Regions from separate parts of the Mus musculus genome. Here region 2 is linked to region 1. Evidence: chromatin contacts called from public HiChIP or PLAC-seq data. All regions are on one chromosome and are shown on one strand. The core of a region is the stretch at or near the end of the contact, and the rest is flanking DNA. Distances in the headings are between cores, read along the strand shown.

Region 1 (3,262 bases), core at 451-2,950:
TCTGAATTTCCAAGAACTCTTGAGTTCTTCCCTAGTAGGAAAAGAGGAATAGTAATGATGGCCAAATCTTTTTTTTTTAAAAGATTTATTTTTATGTGCATTGGTGTTTTTGCCTGCATTCATCCATGGGACAGGAGTTATAGACATTTGTGAGCTGCTATTTGGTTGCTGGAAATTGAACCCGGGTCCTCTGGAAGAGTAGCCAGTGCTCCTAGTCACTGAGCCATTTTCCCAGCCCCTGTGATAGCCAGATCTTAAAAATTTCCCTCTGGTCATGAATGATTCATCCAGATCTCTGAGCTCTCATTTAAAGCAGACACTGAAATTCAGAGTAAAAGGTCCCTGTCTCTCTGTCTTTGTCTCTGTCTCAGTCTCTCTAGTAATCAGTCTTCTAGAGTTCTGATATCTAGAAACAGCATTGTTCATGACCACAGGCATTGGGCTAAGATAAAGAGCCCACAGGGATTCAGGCTCAACAGTGACCTCTCTGGGGATGGAGGGTGGGGATGCAGAGCACACATGAATATTCAAATCTCTTGAATCTGATCTCACCCACCCACCCAACACACACAGAGAAGAACTTTCCCTTGTTATAACCTTTTAGGACCCTATAGCATTTATCTGCACCAGGTCTCTCAGGACAACAATTGCCTCAGCGATAAGCCTTGCTTCTTTCCCAAGTCCCAGATCCAAATGACTGTCTTGTTTGTCCTTATTAGTTCTTCAATAGGTTCAGAGCCCTTGGTTCAGAGAATTGTTTCTGGAAGGTTCCATGGGCAGCTCCATCTCCCTTTCTTTATTTTTGAAGCATTTTTGCTTTTGAGAGTCACAGGCCAAGATTCTTGTCAGCTGGTATTGAGATGTTTGGTTTGATTTGACTCTGCAGTGTTCTCAGGAACGTTAAATGGCATTTTCCAGGCAACCCACATAATAAAAGGATGACTATGGCTAAGGCCAGTCTCAAGAGGTAGCTTAAAAAATTAAAACATGTGCCTGTTGCAAAACTTGACGTTCCCAGAGTCAATTCTGCCAGGCTTGCTTCTGAGATCTTCCTGGAATGCTTTCCCTAGGCCTGGCTATTCCGGTGAGTGTTCTGGCTCCTGCCTCTTTCAAATTCAGTTTGTCAGTTTTTCCATGTGCGAGCATAGCATTTTGGAATAGGAGCGGCTGTTATGTTTTGAGCTGATGCTTTGAGCGCTCATGGCACATGGCACACAGCACACACAACTTTGCCGAAATTTTTGGTGCGAATTCCAAGTCTCGTCTCCTCTTGGGATCTTTTTACAGCTGTTTTCTGATCCAGGAAATCCTTGGACAAAATAACAGATTTGCTTTCTGAGATACAAGGAGCTTTATGGAGGAGTAAGAGATTCCTGGCATGTAACTGGGAACAAGGCTCAGTCTCACCGTTCCCCTAGGAACTATTGACATCAACACAATTCTCCAGATGTGCATCTGTTGGCGTCCAGAGTTACTGAGACCCAAAACAGAGCCCGCTACACCAGTTAATAACACAAACTTTTACAATCATTTGCACTCCACGGGAAATGGCTGGAAAATGAAACGGTTGGGCCTGTTGGAATCTAAGCCCCTCCTGGCTTCAACAACTTAGAAAATTCCAGAGAAAATGGACATACAGATAAAAGGAGATGAAGATTTTGCAGCTCTATCTATACAGCCAGTAGATGGCAGACACGCATTAGAGTCTGAAACGGATACTACGTGGTGACACTGTAGTCCCCAGTGGTTAATGAGCGTTTCAAGGTAGCTATAGAAAAACAATTAAAAAAAAATGTTACCTTTAAACAATGGGTCCTTGAACTTCAAAGCTAAGATTGTTTGTTTCTGTTAACCTGGGTGGGGATTCCACCCAGAAGCAATCCATTACCTCTAAAAATGCTTTGAGAGAAAAAGTATCCACTGAGGCAGACCTTGCGTTTCTTTGCTCACTCAGCCATCCATTGATGGATTCAACAGCTATTTGTTGATCTCTCTCTCTCTCTCTCTCTCTCTCTCTCTCTCTCTCTCATATTCATTTATTTACTTATTTATTTAATGTATATGAGTGTTCTATTTGCATGTATACCTGCATGCCATAAGAGAGCATCAGACCCCATTACAGATGTTTGTGAGCCACCATGTGGTTGCTGGAAATTGAACTCAGGACCTCTGGAAGAGCAGCCAGTGCTCTTAACTGCTGAGCCAATCCCATCTCTCATTTTTACTATTGGATCAGTTGTACTCATTTTCTCTCCCAGTTAATTTCAGATTTGCTAAGAAAGTCCTCATTCATCTTCATGCATTCAGTTAACTTAACCTGCCACCCTGGCAGCCAGCAGCCAGGCTACATGGGAATTTTAGGAGCTTTTTTGCCACACGAGAGCTACTCCTTCAGACCTTCTTCTTGTACTTCAGGATGACTTCCCAGAGTCCTGGCACTGTCTTCAGATACATATTTTTTTCATCTCAGTAGCCTGAGGATTGAGCCCAGTACCTAGAATACGATGGAGAAAGAAAGAAAGAAAGAAAGAAAGAAAGAAAGAAAGAAAGAAAGAAAGAAAGAAAGGAAGGAAGAAAGAAAGGGGAGGGGAGGGAGGAAGAGAGAGAGAGAGAGAGAGAGAGAGAGAGAGAGTCAGTCTAGGCCCAGGCCAGTTTCGACTAGGAAAGCTATGAGTCTTAGTGGACCTAAAAGGAGATACCTTCTCTTATGTACCAAGAAAACCACAACCAACTCCTGCAAGGAAAGAAATTAATAAGACAAAAACAAAATAAATTATCTTAAAGCTTTTGTGTGTTTTAGACATGAAAACCTAAGTACCCTGTGAAAATTATTTCTTTGCTTAGCTTCCATGAAGAAGAAGAACTCTAGAAATGATGGGACAGAGGACTAGACGTAGTGGTGGAGACAAAGGGCGAGCCTACCAAGTCCTGCGCATACAGTATCCCCTCGTTCTTGCCTGAGGAAGAAGAAAGGAAGGAGCAGTTGAGGCTTTGTGGCTTATTCTCTGGAAGGAGCAGTCTAGTTCTATCATTTGGGGAAGAAGGATTCTGATTCCTATGTCTGCTCTAGTCACCATGGCCTGCCAACTCAGCACAGCCTGAAAAGGAAAAAATAAGGGTCTTGATTGAGTCATTGTCTTTATAAGGTGGATCTGTGGGCATTTCTGTGAAGAGTTGTCTTGTTTGTCGCCATGGATGAAGGAGGTTCCAGTTGAGTATGGATGGTGGTGACGTCATTACCCAGGGAAATGGTCTGAATGTA
Region 2 (3,262 bases), core at 325-2,824, 380 kb before region 1:
CATCAGACTATAAAGTCACCAAAGCGTCAATGGAGTTCTTATATGGGGAGCTTTTATGGGACGTTGCAGTCTCTAGTTCATAATAGGCATTGGACTTTAAACATCAATTTTTGTTGAATGGATAGGGGGACAAAAAAGAATAAAACAAAAGTCAAGTTATCAATTTCCAGAGAGCTTTTCATATCAAACCCCATGAAAGGTCCATTCATTTCCCCCAAAACATTTATTACATAGACATCTGGAAGTGTGCGAACAGTAGAAAATTACCTTTTAAGGTAAACAGGGGAATTAAGATGATTTGCCTAGGCCTCTTTATTTTGCAGAGAAAGAAATGAAGGCTCAGAAAGGGCAAGCAGTTTACCCAGTAATGCACAGCATGCTAGCAGTAGAGTGCAAGCTGCACACCGTGACCTCCACTGACCGCTACCCAAAATGTGCACATCGTGATCTCCACTGACCTCACTAGGCATTGATCATGGGGCTATTTCATATTTTCTTCACATAAATTTGCCTAATAAACTTATCCAATCTTAGAACTGTAAAAAAAATTCCCTATTTATCAACTTTGCTCCTTGTATTTTAGTTTTTAAATGCTGCCAGGCACGTCTGCCTTCTCATCTTCCTGGGCTGATCTCAGACCAGAGAGATTTTTCCTAGAGACTATCTCACTCACAAGCATTTAGGAAAAGAAAATATGATCTATATCAACTGTATCCTTGGTCTCACAAATTCATCCAAAGTACAGTCACCTCCTCCATCTGTGTTTCCTCTCTCGCTTCTGTAATCAGATGTGGAAAATATTTAATATCCCGGTGGGTCCTCAGTTAAAATTGGCATATGTGATAAACGGCACGGGGCCGTTTAATTTGCTTTCCCACGGAAATCTTTATCTTTGCCCAGCAGCTTGACTGTAGTTAAATAAGAAAGAAAGGCCTTTTGAATAACTCTTGTGCAATATGAGGTCCAAAGCAGATCTATGAATAATTTATCAGGCCAGGATCTTGTTTCTGTTTTTGAATTATATTATGGAGGCCCTTGGAACTAGACCTGAGCCATAGTCACAGAGTCCCAAGAAGTTCCAGCTTGGATACAGACAGAATGTTGCTGCAACTCTTCAAACACAAAGCCAAGTTCAGCAGGGGTTGTGGTGGTGGGGGAGTCGGGGGGGGGGGCGGGTGTCGACTTCTTGTGTTGTATCCAAAAGGTTCTCAATTATCAACAAAAGATAGCATACCGACCCAGTGACTCCTCGTGGATTCCAGCGAGGGATTCCAGGAAACCGTAGCCTCGTGGGCGTTATGTGGTCTGAAATAACAGGAATCAGTGAAAATTTCAAGTGTAAATACACAACTGAGATTATTTACATATCACAACCAGACAAACACAACCCATCGAGCTGACTGTGTCATCCACAAGAAACAGAGACTCCTGGGCCATGTCCCAGTCCGGATCCCAGGCTCTGTAAACTCCATCTTGTCTCTGATTTTGTAACGGGCGGCACTTCCAACATCCCCTTTGCTGCGAGTGTCAGGAGAAGTTGAAACCCAGCACTTCTTGCGTAAGTCAGCCAGAGATGAAAAACACCACTGAGGACGCCCTGCTCAGCCCTCGACTCTGCTGTGAAAGCAACCTTGTCTTGCTGAGCCTGGGTCTGACCCCTTCATTCCTAGATAACTCCTGTTCACCCCTTAAAACGGTCATTTATTTTTAGAGCGATTCTGCAACTCCCAAACACTAGCAGAGAGAGGAGAGAAAGATCCACATGTCTCCTGCAGAACACAGGCAGGCTGACTTGTGGGAAATTGTCTCTGGATATAGGGCTGAAAAAGGAGATTCCTAATAGCAACTTCTGGTTGCCCAGATCTCGTGGCTACACATGCACGCACACATGCATGCACACGTGCACACCCCCCCACCACCAGTTTCATTTGTCCATCTTCTAGCAGAAATGATGGAGACCATCTATGGACTGGCAAATATCTTCACCTTTGCCTTCCTTGAGTGCTACTGAGACCATGTCACTGAATTTTAATTGGTTCTTTACCATTTATGGCATCAACTGCACTCTTGTTTTTTTAAGGTTTATTTTATTCTCTCTCTCTCTCTCTCTCTCTCTCTCTCTCTCTCTCTCTCTCTCTCTCTGTATGTGTGTGTGTGTATTGCCATATGTGTGTGGTTTACATATGGGGTCTCTTGCATCTGGGGTTGCAGGCATGTAGGAGCTAGCTGATGTGGGTGCTGGGACTGAACTCAGATCCTAAGTGGTTCCCAAAGACCTGTGTAATAAAAGCTTGGCCCTCAGTTCAGCTCTATCAAGGGTAGCTGGAGCCTATAAGAGGTCATTCTAGGAGTAGACCTTGAGTCACTGAGGGATGTACCCTTGGAGGAGGCTCAGCCTTAGCCACATGCTACATACAACACCACGATGTACTATGTCACTGTAGGAATAAATGGGAGGGCTAATCGGTTATGGCTGAGACCCCTGGAAATGTGATCCAAAGCCTTGAAAACATGTCTACAAGTAACAGTGTACAAACTGAGCAGGGTGTGTATGTGTGTATAAACTATATATATGTACGTATATATAGTTTATTACATGTATATACTTGCATCTAATAACAATAAAAAGCTATCATGTATGTAAAATAATTTTATTCATCTGCTATAATTATTGTCTCAAAGGTTCACTTCTGAATAAGCTCACCCTTCCTAGTTCTTTCTGAACGCTAGTTGGCTGGTTCAACTCAGATGTTCTGGCTCAAGCTTCTCTCAAAACTGACTGATTCAAACTGGCTTCTCTCCATTTCTGACTGAACTGCTCTGCTGCTTGGCCTCATGCTAACTCTATCAGTGTGTTCTAATCTTCTGACTCCTTCTTACTCTCTGGTTTCAACAGCCTCTGTTGACCTGAAGTGAACTGCATGGACTCCGGGATGAACTCAACTCCACTGCGCTGTACTCAACAGACCGAACAGAACTGACTATCCCTCTCACCCCGCATTGCTCTTAAATAGACTCTCCTCGTCATTTCTCATGGGAATTGGGCATATCCTATCTCTGACTCATTCTGTCAAATCTTTCTCTGATTCATCACTTTGTCTGCCCCTTAGTTAGACATCACTTTCAAACACAGTTGCTTCCTCCTGCCAACTAACTTTACCTACAATGTTTGGGATTAAAAGTGTGTATACTGAAGGTCTGTATTTCAGTCAGAGCAGCCATTGCTGGATTAAAATTCCTCTACACGTGGATTTGAGAGTGA

The links. HiChIP or PLAC-seq counts read pairs in DNA pulled down with a chosen protein or histone mark.
Region 2: a contact with region 1 is called in an H3K27ac HiChIP or PLAC-seq map of heart atrium, with 6 times the contacts expected there. The contact joins two enhancer-like sites. A contact is called at or near these places in 4 of 484 Hi-C or Micro-C datasets (cumulus cells, embryonic fibroblasts, lens fibers and 1 more) and 1 of 115 datasets of contacts at active chromatin or transcription factors (heart atrium).

Annotation. Positions count from the first base shown.
Region 1 is chr10:70,812,954-70,816,215 of GRCm38.p6, reverse strand. No RefSeq gene overlaps it. Among named protein-coding and RNA genes, the nearest start is that of Gm40689, 16 kb to the left of the region's middle. Within about 2 kb of position 1,700, at least 24 of the 459 cell types and tissues checked have an H3K27ac peak or open chromatin away from gene starts, as enhancers often do. A contact at or near this core is called in heart atrium, where this site is marked.
Region 2 is chr10:71,191,288-71,194,549 of GRCm38.p6, reverse strand. It overlaps Gm34328 (a long non-coding RNA gene), which reads right to left. Exons shown (of 3, transcript XR_380563.3): 2 at 1,235-1,305. Among named protein-coding and RNA genes, the nearest start is that of 1700113B09Rik, 8.8 kb to the left of the region's middle. Within about 2 kb of position 1,574, at least 33 of the 459 cell types and tissues checked have an H3K27ac peak or open chromatin away from gene starts, as enhancers often do. A contact at or near this core is called in heart atrium, where this site is marked.